Regions from separate parts of the Mus musculus genome. Here region 1 is linked to region 2. Evidence: chromatin contacts called from public Hi-C data. All regions are on one chromosome and are shown on one strand. The core of a region is the stretch at or near the end of the contact, and the rest is flanking DNA. Distances in the headings are between cores, read along the strand shown.

Region 1 (7,383 bases), core at 3,167-5,666, 190 kb before region 2:
CCTAGGCTACATGAGACCCTGGCGCAAAAAGGCTGAGGTGATTTTATGTTATTTGAATTTCACCCAAACACAAAAACAGTATAATTTGATATTTTTATATGAATATTTGAGATGGAATCTTCATATATATATATATATATATATATATATATATATATATATATATATATATATATATATAATGTGTGTGTGTGTGTGTGTGTGTGTGTGTGTGTGTGTGTGTGTCTGGCTTGCAACTCCCTATGTAGACCAGCCTGGCCTTGAACCTATGATGGATGGTCTTCCAACCTCAGTTTTCCACTCCTCAGATGAAGAACCCACACTACCACACCTGGCTATGTTTTATGTTTATCCATCTTACTTTACTTTGTGTGTGTGTGTGTGTGTGTGTGTGTGTGTGTGTGTGTGTGTGTGTGTGTGTGTTCACATGTGTGCACACATATGTGTGGTTGCATGTGAAGGCTAGAGGTGGCCAACGTTTAGTGTCTTCCTCACCTTACTTTTAAAGATATTTTTTAATGTGTTTGCCCATGTGTAGGTATGTATGCCACATGCATGCCTGATGCCCTGCAGAGGCCAAAAGAGGCAGTTGGATTCCCTGGAATTGGAGATGCTAATGATTGCTAGCCGCAGTATGGGTGCTGGGAACGGAACACAGGTCCTCTTTCTGCAAGAGCAACAGTGCTCTGAACCACCTTGGTTTTGAGACAGCATCTCTCATTGAACCGAGAGCTTGCCAGCTAGACTGACCAGCCAGCAATCCCTAAGGGTCTTACTGCTTTGGTCTCCCCAGCATGGGAATTACAAGCATGCACTGCCAAGCTGGGGTGGTTTGAGTAGGTTTGGCTTCCATAGATCGGTGTGTTTCAATGTCTGGCTCTAAGAAGTGGCACAATTAGGAGGTGAGGCTTTATTGGAATAGTGTGGTCTTCTTCCCCTTCCCCACTCTGCTTGCTCCAACCCTGCCCCACTTGGTAGTGTGGTCTTGTTACAGGAAGTGCATCACTGTTTAGGTGGGCTTTGAGGTCTCCTGTGCTCAAATCTCTGCCCAGTGTGGAATCGCTGTCTGCAGAAGATAGTCCCCTGCTGCTGCCTGTAGATCAAGATATAGAACTCTGGGCTCCTCCAGCACCACGTCTGCCTGCACGCTGCCATGCTTTCTGTCATGATGACAATGGACTGGACCTCTTAAACTGTAAGCCAGGACCAGTTAAATGTTTTTCTTTTAAGAGTTGCCTTGTTCATGATGTCCCTTCACAGCAATGAAACCCTGACTAAGACATGCCTAGCTTTTTATGCAGGTTCCCAGGATCAGAACTCAGATCTCCTTGCTTAAGCATGTTACAGTCTGCCATCTCCCAGGGTTCTAGTTATTGATTTTAAAGTGAGCAAACACATCTCTGTGTCAGAAATCAGAAGAGTGACTACATTAGGGTAGGGGATGGTAATGACTTGGATTAGACACGAAGGAACTTGGGAGAAACATTCCACATCTTATTTTAATGGGGTGCATGGCTTCACATATAGTCAAAGGATGAACCAAGCTCTGTGCTTAAAACTTGTATACTTAGTGTGGCTATCCCTGCAGAGTGTGTTAGACAGCTCTAGCACATAAAAATGTGTGGTCTTTGCTGTATCCATAGCTTGCACTGTTACGTAAGGAAGGATGAGAAAAACACAGCAAGAGATGTCCATAAACTTCTTCAAAACTCTCAAAGAGGATATCTTCTTCTTCTTCTTCTTCTTCTTCTTCTTCTTCTTCTTCTTCTTCTTCTTCTTCTTCTTCTTCTTCTTCTTCTTCTTCTTCTTCTTCTTCTTCTCCGAGACAGGTTCTTTGTATAGCCCTGGCTGTCCTGGAACTCACTCTGTAGACCAGGCTGGCCTCAAACTCAGAAATCTGCCTGCCTCTGACTCCCAGGTGCTGGGATCAAAGGCGTGTGCCACCACCACCCACCTTTTATTTTTATTTTCTGTAACCTTCCCTGCAGCTGTAAGCTTCCAGCTGGAGATCTGAAACTTGTTGCAAAGCATTGTCCTGTCCACTCCTAGAGTTCAGCTCCCCATAAGAAGGAAGTCAGGAATTTAACTATTAGGCTTGGTACATTGTACCGTAGGCTCTGGTTAAGCTGGGCTTAGTCCTCTGCCAGCTGGATGCAGACAGAGCAAATCGTCCTCTATCCAACAGGCTGAACCTGGAAGGGAAACATCACTCTTTGTCCCCAGCATTTGACGGTACCTGGGAAGATGGCTCTTGTTAAATGCTGCTTTACTGTCCCCTCACAGGTAGGGACTGCCCTGTTTATTTTATTAGCACCTCCTGCTCAGTTGTGTTTGACAGACATGCTACCCGTAGCACTAATGAGAAACCTGTCCTCCACTGGGCTGCAAAATCCCAGCCATATACCTTTCTCTCTAAGCTTGTGACATGGGTCTCTCCTTCCCAAACCCAGTTCTATTCAGATGAAATTCCTGGCTCTCCCAGAATGCATTGGGAACTTAATAAGCACGTAAGGAAGGAGAGAGAGAAAGGCTGGGGGTCCCAGGTGGGCAGATTCTTGATTTGCTCTCTTCTGATCCTAAGATTTCCTGGAGAAGATGGGGTGGCCTCGGGAAGGGGAAGTCTGGGGTGGGCTCCATACACACTGCGTCCTGGCTATGTCTGCATTGTTCCCTTCAAGAACTACCAGCATCTAGAAACTGTAGAGTTTTTTAGTTTGAGGGTGGAGAGTGTTGGCATTCCTTCTAGGCTCCACCCCACAGTTACTTGGCAACAGCCAGGTATACATGACTCATTATAAAAGGGGTTGCTTGCCCCCGTCTCTCTTTCTTGACCTTACCCTCTTTCCCTCTCTGTCCCTTCTCTCCCCATTCTTCTCCCCTCTTGCCCCCATGTGTTCATGGCTGGTCCCTCCTCCTCCTCCTCCTCCTCCTCCTCTTCCTCCTCCTCCTCCTCCTCTTCCTCCTCCTCCTCCTCCTCTTCCTCTTCCTCCTCCTCCTCTTCCTCCTCCTCCTCCTCCTTCTCTCTCTCTCTCTCTCTCTCTCTCTCTCTCTCTCTCTCTCTCTCTCTCTGCCTTTCCCTCCCTATGCCCTAAATGAGTTCTATTCTATATTATACCATGGTGTGTGTGGCTGGTACCTCCATACCAAACATATCCCTTATTCTCCTTTTCTTTTTTATAAAACACAACAGAGAGTCAAGATGAGGCCCGAAAATGTCTGTGATTCCGTTTTGTGTTTGGGGACTGAGCCCTCTTACCCCTTATCAGGAAGATGAGTTTGCAAGAACGCAATGTCAACTGCAAGACAAGTTCACCTAAGCCAAAGAGTGAATTTATATCTGCAAAGTAAGCATGTCTCTTCGCCACTCTGCCTTGGCTTCTCAAAATCCATAACCCTCATCTAATCACAAGGAAGGCACTGATGAGTCTTTTTAAGGAATAAATAAAGAGCAATTAGCCAGAATCCAGCCTGGTGACACAGGCCTGACATCCCTGCTATAACTTTTGAGAGATTATCAGGCGCTTGCACAGACACGGCGCTACACTTGCTATGTCACCAGCTGTCCCCAAAAGTATAACATCGCAATCTAACTCCAATTGTCCTTTGGAAGCCTGGGTATGCTATTGCCTCTATTATTTACTAGCTGTGTAAATGAAAAATAACAGCAATATCTGTTGCCTGGGTCTGCCGGATGGACTATATGAGCCAATGCTAGTAAAGAGCATCAGGACTGGGGCACATAACTATCACTAGGTTTCCTGTTCATATCAAGCCCACATGGAAACTTCTGCTGATGCTCATCCCATTCTACACGGTCCAGCTCTTCAGTCCTTGGGTTTTCAGGGTGCTCACCTTTGCCCTTTGAACCCTCACAATTGCCACCCAGGCTCCCTGGAGATCCACTTAGTAGTACTGATGATCTCAACCTCACCATCCCCTCTACTCTGCCTTCATTATACGGGGTTATGTTAGATGCCGCCATACCTCATTACCTTCTGCTTCTCCATGGCTCGCAGCAGAACCTTTGTGCATGGCCTGACAACAGGGTTGCTTATTGCTCACAGGCTCTTGAGTTCACATCCTGGCTCCGATACTTACTAGCTGTGCAACTACGAGTAAGTCGCTCAGCCTCTCTGAATCCCAGTTCTATATGGAGAGACTTGCTGTGAGAATAAATCCAAGGGTGTTTTGGAAACTGGGGTTGGGGGCAAGAGCAGGCATAGTGGTCCAGCACAAAGGAAGTTATGAGCAAAAGTTCCCACAGTTGGAGGTCAGCACACTTAGATGGCAGCAGTCACTCACCTAAGTGTAAAAAATAACTAGTGATGGAAATTTGAGCCATAACAGCACAGCTCCACCCCTCGGTCAGAGCAGTTAGAATCAACATTGAACTGGCCCTCCTTGCAGGGAGGAGACCTTGAAGAGGGAGGAGAATTGGAAATGATTGACAGGGCCACAGCCCTCACCTGCTTCTTAAAGTGGGATGGATTTTGCAGCTCGTGGGGGTGCCGGGCTTCCCTCCCAGAGGCTATGGAGGCTCACATCACGCTGAGCCCGGACAAAAGCTGCTGCAGCGTTGAAGGGAGCTCAAATGCGCTAGCGTGGGTGAGGCAGTCCCCACCGGCTATATACCTGGCTCAGCGCCGGCTGGGTTCCCTGCAAGCAGCTCTCATTACCAAACTCTTTCTCAATCTGCTCTTTGCGCAAGCCCAGGACAGATCCCTGCAAACACCCCAGGAGCCCAGCCCGCCTGCTACCCAGGCCAGTGACTTAATCACCCACCAGTCTACCCTTGCAGCTGGAAGGGCGCCTGGAGATGCAGCTTGAAGCCCTAAGACTGGTGCTTTTTCCCCCCATCACTCACATCAAGTATATCCACCACAGGAGCAGTGGGCAGAATCTTCCAGCCTTGCTTTGTCTTAGGAATTTCTACTGCTGAGATAAAACACTATGAGCCTTTGTATACTGGAGGGGTACTGATTTGTGTGTTAATTTTTGTACGCTGCTACTTCACCAAAAGTGTTTATAAGCTGTAGAAGTTTCCTGGTGAATTTTTTAGGATCACTTATATATACATGTGTGTGTGTGTGTGTGTGTGTGTGTGTGTGTGTGTGTGTGTGTGTTTGTACATACTCCCCCCAAAAAAAGAAAAAAAAAGATAATTTGAACCCTTCCTTTCCAATTTGCATCCCCTTGATCTTCAGTTGTCCTGTTGCTCTAAGACTGCAAGTACTTTATTGAATAGGTACAGAGAGAATAGACAAGATTGCTCCTGGTTTTAGTGGAACTGCTTTGAGTTTCTCTCCATTTAAATTGATGCTGGCTATGGGTTTGCTCTAAATTGCCTTTACTATGTTGCCTTGTCTCTTGTATCCCTTGTCCCTCCGGGACATTTATCATGAAGGGGTGTTGGATTTTGTCAAAGGCCTTTTCTGCATCTAATGAGATGACCATGTGGTTTTGGTCTCTCAGTCTCTTTGTATGGTGGATTGCATTTATTGATTTATGTGTGTTGAAACATCCCTGCATCTCTGGGATGAACCCAACTTAATCATGGTGGATGATCTTTTTGATGTGTTCTTGGATTTGATTTGCAAGTATTTTATTGAGAAACATCAATGTTCTCACAGGGGAAATTTGTCCATAATTCTCTTCTTTGTTGGGTCTTCATGTGATTTGGGTGTCAGGGTAATTGTGGCTTCATAAAATGAATTTGGCGATGTTCCTTCTGTTTCTATTTTGTGGAATAATTTGAGGAGTATTGGCATTAACTCTTTGAATGTCTGGAAGGGTTCTATATTAGAACCATCTAACCCTGGGCTTATTGTTGTTGTTGTTGTTGTTGTTGTTGTGAAACTTTTAATTACTGCTTGTATTTCACTAGAGATAAGAAGTAGTAACACTTCTTCCAATAAGGTCACCCCTACTTCAACAAGGCCACACCTACTTCAACAAGGCCACACCTACTTCAACAAGGCCACACCTACTTCAACAAGGCCATACCTACTTCAACAAGGCCACACCTACTCCAAAAAGGCCACACTTCCTAATCTTTCTCAAATAGTGCCACTTTCTGATGATGAAGTATTCCAATATATGAGCCTACGTGGGCGTTTATATTCAACCACCACAATGAGTTTTTAAAATATGTCCTTATGATCCTCCAGACGTCTGTACCTTGTATCCAAGCATATTGTCGGTGTTGGAGACAGATCCACAAGGGGCTTACAAAGGGCAGACTGAGAAAGACATCAGGGAGACAATACCTTTCTCAATAGCCTCAAATAATATAAAACATCTTGGGGTATGATAAAATAAACTTTAAAAAAAACTTTAAGACACTGAAGAAAGAAATTGAAGAAGATATCAGACGATGATGGAAAGATCTCCCATGCTCATGGATCAGTAGGATTGATATAGTAAAAAATGGGCGTCTTCCCAAAAGCAATCTACAGATCCAAAGCAATTCCCATCAAAATTCTAACATAAGACCTTCATAGATCTTGAAAGGACAATTTCCAGCTTACTAAGGAAACACACACACACACATGCTAGCTAAAGTAACCCTGAATAATAAAAGAAATGCAGGAGGAATTGCCATTCCTTACTTCAAATTGTAAGAGCTATAGGGATAAAAACAGCATGGGTATTACCACAAAAACAGAAATTTTGATTAATAGAACTGATTTGAAACCTCAGGCTCTTCTCCATCTTTCCCCCCAGCAGGCCGACATCTATCACCATGAAGGTCGAGCTGTTCAGCTGGTACAAGATCTACCTGGGACACGGGCGGCGCTACACCAGGACCGACGGGAAGGCTTTCCAGTTTCTTAATGCAAAATGTGAGTCTACATTCCTTTCCAAAAGGAATCCTCGGCATATAAACTGGACTGTCCTCTACAGAAGAAAACACAAGAAAGGGCAGTCGGAAGAAATTCAAACGAAAAGAACCCACCGTGCAATCAAATTCCAATGAGCCATTACTGGTGCATCTCTTGCTGATATAATGGCCAAGAGGAATCAGAAACCAGAGGTTAGGAAAGCCCTGTGAGAGCAGGCTATATGGGCTGCCAAGGAAGCAAAAAAGGTTAAGCAGGCATCAAAGAAGACAGCAATGGCTGCTGCCAAGGCCCCCACAGAGGCAGCACCTAGACAAAAGATTGTGAAGCCTGTGAAGGTCTCTGCTCCCAGAGTTGGTGGGAAATGTTAATGTGGTAGATCAGAGTTTGAAATAAAGATCTGTCTTTAACTCTAAAAAAAAAAAAAGAAAGAGAGAGAGAGAGAGAGGGAGGGAGGGAGGGAGGGAGGAAGGAAGGAAGGAAGGAAGGAAGGAAGGAAGGAAGGAAGGAAGGAAGGAAGGAAGGAAGGAAACAAACTCAGACA
Region 2 (6,979 bases), core at 4,219-6,718:
TCTTCCAAACTCACTCCCCAATCCCTGCTTCCCCATTTCTCTCCCAGCTTCTCCCCACCTTCTTCATTTTAAAAATGTACTCCCAGCCTCTGGATGAACACAGTCTTTGCTTGACACCGCACTAAGTGTGAAGCAAGGGCGGTCTTCAAAGCCCAGCCTGGCCTCTCAAGCTCCCACACTGAGATCTCAGCTGACCTGGGCTATCTATCTGGAGGCAGGGGGACACAGTGCAGGAAAGCACCTGCGGCACTCCGGCCTTCTGTGCTCTGCCACTGTGTCTCCACCTTTAGTTACACGCTCTCTCCACAGCCAAGGACCTTCCTTTCCTGAAAAAGTTCTTTTAAAGCTCCAGGCCTGGGTATATTTGAAAGTAAATGCACAGAACAACTGGACCACAAAGTCTGAGCTCTCTTCACAGGAGGCCTTTGGGCAGGAACATGCTGTCTCCAGAGTGCAGTAGCTCAGTTTCTAGCAGGTCAACTTAACATGCCAAGAAAAAAACCCAGGACAAAATTCTGGATTCTGAATTATATTCATTTATTTGTAGACATAAAAACTGAATGGAGCCCAAATACACTGGGGCATGCTATATAGAGACAACACCAAAACCACAGTTAATTAAAAGTCTATCAAAACTCATCTTTTGAAAATTATTACTTGAAAAATAAAAAGCCTAGTAATGATCTGGAAACGCCTTCAGGTAAAGTGTGTTATTTTACACCACACCAAGCACTATGATGATCTGTCTACAACTGTCAAAAACTCTACTACACTCCCCGAGAGAGAAAAGAAAATGTCTTTGGAGACAGTTTTGCTCAGTAAATAAGTTTAACTTGCTACCACGTAAAATTTTTCTTGGAAATCAAACTGAGAAATGATAAGTGAATCCCTTGCTAAATAAAACAAACATACTCTGAAAGGTGACCCAGTAACATGTTGCTGGGGATGGACTGCCCTAGGGGATGCCTTGTCCTTCTTCTCAGCACTGACTTCCCTTCTCCCCTCTTCTGTAGCTCTGGGAATCCTGACAGCTGACAGTGAGCCAGGCTAAGGAAGACTCTCAATAGCTGGTCAGTGGTGCTCACTACCAGAGTGGCTGGGATGGAGGTGAGAGGCTCAGGACGGAAAGAAGTTCTTAGAGAACTTAAAATAATGAAACAGTGGACAGAAGACCATTGCTGTTCATGGAAGCAAACCTTTCTTTTGGCTAATTTGCTTCCTGAAACTGGCCTCTGAGCCTCTTCAAGTGACAAAGCCCAATGTGTAATAAAGCCTGACTTCAGGTTTGGAGGAAAAAATGTAAGAATATCAAATTCTCAGACTCACCACAGGATCAACAGATACAGCCTGCTAAAGACATGCTGCCTGTGAGGTGAACCACACTACCTCTCTGGATGGAGCTACTCTGTTTTACTTCCCTTTAATCCCAGCACCAGGGAGGGAGAGGCAGGCAGAACTCTGTGAGTTCAAGACCAGCCTGGTCTACATACATTGTGAATTCCAGGACAGCCAGGAATCATGTAGAGAGACCCTGTCTGTAAGTAATTAAGTAAGTTAGTAGAATGAAAAATAAAATAAAATTGTAAAAGGGAGGCTGAGGGCATAGCTCAGTGGAGAACACTTACAATGCATGGGTAAAGCCCTGGGTTCACTTCTTAGTACCAGGAAACAACAGTGGAATAATTCCTAACTGTGAAACAAATAAAACCCTGTCATTTGCACAATGTGGGTAGATCTTTAGTAGGCTGAATGAAACAAGGACACAGAAAGACAAATACCACCTTATGACTCACTTATGAAAACCAGGAATTCAATCTTGTATGATGGTACAGTGATCACTAGAGTTACAGAAGGAAAAGAGAGACTTACAAGGGAAACTAAGAAAAAAGGGGGCTAGAGGAAGGCTAGACAGTAGAAGGGACTGGGTATAAGAAAGGTAAATGGCTATGCCCTTTGCCTGGAAGAAGAACAAGAAAACTCATTAAGCTGAACAATAGTATATGTTAAAAAGTACTTTTAAAGTAATTTCAATATTAAAAATAATTACTTTTTATAATGGGGTTGGGGTGGTAGTCAGTAAGGGCTGGGGTAGGAGTGACGTCTGTGTGTCCCTAGTCATAGCATTTTAGCATTAACTATGTAAACATGGGCCAGCAGAGATGGCTCAATGGTAAAGAGCGTTAGCTGTTCTTCCAGAGGACCCACGTTTGATTTCTTGAACCTACATGGCAGCTCACAACCATCTGTATCTCCAGTTTCAAAGACTCCAGCTCTTCTGGAGAAGCTCTCCTCTGAACTTTGTGTATATCAGACACTCCAGTAGTACACAAACACATGTAGGCCAAACACCAGTAACACATAGAAAAAAATGGTGCAAATACACTTCACCAATTGAATCATTTATAATGAAGGTTTTTACCTTCAATAACAAATAGACAAAAGACTCAAACCAGTGTTTCTCATAAGATACAGGAATGAGCAAGAAATATATGAAAATACCACGACAGAAATGCAAATGCAAATCACAAGAGGATATCACCTTGCTCCACTTAAAGGAGTCATTATCAAAGGGAAAAAGTAGCCAGTATTCGTGAGCATGTGGGGCAAAGGATACTCTTGCACACTGTTCATAGGAGTGAGAACTTGTACAGTCATTACAGAAGCTAGTATGGAGCTTCCTAAAAATAAAACAGGCCCAAAGGTAGAACTACCATATATGATCCAGCAATCTCACCTCTGTGTATAAAAATCAAGGTCAGCTGTTCTCCCAGGTCCAATACAACACTATCTGCATAGCCAGCATATCTTCCAATAGATGTGCGCTCTCTCTATCTCTCTGTGTCACACACACACACACACACACACACACACACACACACACACACACACGGAGAGGGAGAGGGAGAGGGAGAGGGGGAGAGAGGGGGAGGGGGAGGGGGAGGGGGAGGGGGAGGGAGAGGGAGAGAGAGAGAGAGAGAGAGAGAGAGAGAGAGAGAGAGAGAGAGAGAGAGAGAAAGGTCTGTCATTTGCAGCAACATGGATGAGCCTGGAGGACATTTAAATCAGTACTGAAAGATAAAGAGAGCAGATTCACTTCTGTGTAAGATCTAAAAAAGCTGACTTCAAGGTAGTCAAGACTACAATTTACCAAAAGTGTGTGCATTGTCCAAGAGTGATGGCAGAATGGGATAAGGACGCATAATCCAAGTTTATAAGTAGATTTTGGATGTTTTCACCATTAGAAAGTAGATGAAGTGCTAAGCATGTCAATTAGATTGACTTAGTCATCCCACATTGTAGAATCTAAAATCCTATCCAAAAAGTTACTATATGCCTGCATATTTTTTTTTGAAAATTAGAAACATTTGAAAATAGTTACTAGAACAAAATTATGACATGGTTGTCACCGGCCCTTTAAAACATAGATAATTTAATAATTTGCTTGACTGCCTCTAAGTTAATGCACCGACTTTTAAAAAATATCCTAATTTCTGGCATAGTAAGGTTCAATAAATGGCTACTACACAAATGAACAGAAGCAGAAAAATGAAACTGCACTGACCAAATAAATTTAACAGTTACCCAGTCTGTAAAACCCAGATTTAATGAGTATACAAGTTCTTTCTTATAGGGATCTTGCCTGAACTCTTACACCTAAGACCTTTTCTACACCACACACACACACACACACACACACACACACACACACACACACACACACACACACACGCGGTGGGTACTTGGGGGCAGAGGGACAGGGGTGTGTCTGATCTGCAGTAACAGAGTACTATCGGGTTATGCTGAGACTCAGCTAGGCTAATAACCTTTTAGTTTACAATCTGAAAGGGCTGATTTACCTAAACCCTGTAGTACTTACTTTAAGGACATGCCAAAAATTCACCTGCCTCCAAAACACAGCTATCAGCAGAATATGCACAACCGTGGGCCAGGAGAATGCTATGGTAAAAACCCATTCTCCCTTCTCTAGCTCCAAGGCATGGATCCTTTTGAGACAAAACACCTCAGGGATATTCCCAGCAGCCACAAGGCCGGAGTCAGAAAGCTGTAAGGGATCTCTGACTGCAGAATAAGGAACTGTGTGTTGTATCCAAGACTCAGCAGCAGCTCCATCACCAAGCATTAGCTCTTACACAGTCCTCACGCATCTCCTGGAACTCACAGAGATCCCCAATCTTTACTGGGAAGACATCTGAGTAAAGAGATTTCAAGCCTCTGAAAGGGTTTGGGTGTGGTTGAAATGGGTAACTTTGAAAACTTAGCAACACAGGATACACTATGAGTAAGTTCTTTAAAAAAAAAAAAAAAACCAAAGCTAACTCACCAGATCCTTCTGAAAGGGTTCTTTTATTAATTTCAGTGAAGTCAAGCAGAGAACAAGTTGTAATATGAAACACAATTTATGCAACTATGTTGAAATTCTCTACCAGAGTTGCATCTTCTAATGTACAATTTTATGGTAAAATAATTTCAAAATACTATCAAAAATTAGGCTAGGCTCCTTTTGGTTTTAAGACTATCATAGGAAAACCATTTTTTATATAAGTCATTGAAGTTCTAAGACAAAATGATAGTGTCTTTAAATTAGAAAAAAAAAATTGGAAGAGCTGAAACTAAACCTCAATTGAAATTACACTGTTGGGCAACTCCAAAAGCTAAACAAAAACATGTTAAAATAGAAATTGCAACATCAAGGGAAAACCATTCTCATATAGCGTTCTAGACTCAGCCCTAGCTGATCATGGATGAGGCGAGTTGCTCTGTCCTAGGTTTTCCCACAGTCAGCCAACAGGCTACTCACGATTTAGCAGCCACTTGGGTTGACTCAGGGAAAGGCATGTGAGGGAGGCCTTTAAAGAGCCAACAGAGATCCCCTGGGTGGGTCTGGTCTGCCTTTCAAAACCCATGAACTTCCCATTATATAATCTCAAATAAGAAAAGTATTTCCTAAGTTAACCGCCTAGCTGAGTGTACAGCAGGCTGCAGTACCGCCTGCCTCCCTCCCTCCCTCCCCTGGTAAGAAAGAAAAGGAAAGAGCTTTGTGAATGGCACAATCACCTTGTCTGGTAAGGACAGAAGATTAATGAATCCTGCTTAATAGTACTACTAGACTTTTTAACAAAACTTCCAGAAGCCCCAGTATCTAATCTAAAATTTCCATATTTTACTAATCTCCTATAAAATAAACTGTTAAAGAAACCACAGAATTCTGAGAAGCTTGCTTTTCCAGAAAGCCCAAGAAAAATACTTTAGTTTCGCCATTCTCAAATTCATTTGACTTAGAAACAAAGTAAACATATTACTCTATTTAATATCATTGCACAAGCAAATTCACAAGAATGAAATGTGTTCAGAGTTCCTAGAAAAAATGTAGCAATGCAGGCTGCCAACTTGTTCAATGTCAAGCACCAGGCAGCTCAGCACCAGCAGTGACTCAGAGTGAATCACGCTTAAGCTATTTTTGCTTTTAAAGTCCTGCCAGGAGCTGTGTTAATATTCAACCCAGAGTAAATTTAGCTCAACAAGAAAACAAGTGTTTCCATGGTTGCTTCTTCACGGTGTTTATGGTATATGCGCAGCCATTCGGCTTAGGAACCCAGCCAGATCATCCAAATTGAAATGCTCATCTCTCATTTACATCCAGGCATTGGAACACAGGAAATACCAAATGCAATTCAGACTGCTGTCTACCTGCCTTCCTGGATCCCAGACAGCAACATGGCAGGCAGGGCATCATTAAAGGCCCCTCTTCAAGTCTGTACCACTGAAGGAGCTCCAGAGACTGCTAGTCATAGGTTTTACTTGGTTTGTATTACAAATCAAAACTCCATTCTCTGGTTGTGGCGGTGTAACAGACTAAAGTGCCTAAAGGACTTAGCAAAGCAGTAGAAAATTAGAAGGACAGGTACGACATGGAATCTTTACACAGGATCACAGACAGTGACAGTCTGGTTATGTGGCTCAGGTTTTAAAATAAATTAGTTACAGGCAATGAGTAAGTAAGATCTGATTGTCTTTATGTTAGAAGAAAAAAATTCCACATAACATAAAATTTATCATCTTGATGCCCTTATTGTTTTTGCAACAGAAAGAAAAGTGTACTCCCTACACTAGACAGGGCAGCAGGCTGGCAGCAAGACAGGAGAGCCACCAGCAATCCATCTTAGCCTTCATTCATTAGTGCTACAGTTCCAATTCTAAGTGTCCCTCACAGGCCAATAATGCAAAAGCTTGCCTAGTGTGTGATGCTGCAGTGAGGTCTAATGTTTCTAATGTGGAATCTAGTGGAGGAAATCTAGCCCCAAATCTGTCATCTGGGGGCTAGGAGAGTACCCTTAAAGGGGATCTGAGCCCATTCCCATCTATCTCTTTGCCCCCTGGCTGCCATAAGGTAAATTCGCCTCCTTCTATGTGTTTCAGTCATAGTATACTGTGTTACCATTTGGCCCAAAGCAATAGATTGTTGAGGGAAATATTATAAAATGAACACGCCAATTCTCAGCCAGGCCAGGCTATGCTCCTGCCTGCCGCTACCAACTCTCTAGGGCTAACCCCCATGTCAGGTGATCTCACTTGCTCAGTCTCTTGGCAGTCAACTCTTCGCCCCACAGGGCCACAGGGTTCCCACTGGGCCATCTCTAAGATGTCCCCCACAAGTTCCTCACACTTCCATGCAACACCCCACACACCCTATGAAAAGCCATCTCAACACCTAATTATCCAGTAGAAACATCACTCTTAAAGCTTAATTATCCAAGTAGATTTATATAACAATAAGATCACAATTTACAAGATGCCAATACAATAATTTCAGAGCCAATTGATAATGATAAAAGTTTTACCCCAATTATTCTAACCTTGTGAAAATCTTAGCTACTAGTTGCTGTTTAAAACCACATGGGATCGGGATCTTCTTCCTGACTATCTGCCTCCATGTTGGCTTCTCCTCCTCCTCCTTCGA

The links. A called contact is a pair of places that touch in the nucleus more often than the background predicts.
Region 1: a Hi-C map of liver shows a contact between it and region 2, with 1.8 times the contacts expected there. The contact joins two enhancer-like sites. A contact is called at or near these places in 1 of 15 datasets of contacts at CTCF or cohesin (the NIH/3T3 cell line), 2 of 484 Hi-C or Micro-C datasets (liver and muscle stem cells) and 3 of 115 datasets of contacts at active chromatin or transcription factors (pancreatic cancer cells and regulatory T cells).

The regions. Positions count from the first base shown.
Region 1 is chr15:59,671,449-59,678,831 of GRCm38.p6, reverse strand. It overlaps the pseudogene Gm20150. Among named protein-coding and RNA genes, the nearest start is that of Trib1, 26 kb to the right of the region's middle. Within about 2 kb of position 4,416, at least 65 of the 459 cell types and tissues checked have an H3K27ac peak or open chromatin away from gene starts, as enhancers often do. A contact at or near this core is called in liver, where this site is marked.
Region 2 is chr15:59,479,245-59,486,223 of GRCm38.p6, reverse strand. All of the region lies in intron 4 of Nsmce2 (NSE2/MMS21 homolog, SMC5-SMC6 complex SUMO ligase), which reads right to left. Among named protein-coding and RNA genes, the nearest start is that of Nsmce2, 110 kb to the right of the region's middle. Within about 2 kb of position 5,468, at least 228 of the 459 cell types and tissues checked have an H3K27ac peak or open chromatin away from gene starts, as enhancers often do. A contact at or near this core is called in liver, where this site is marked.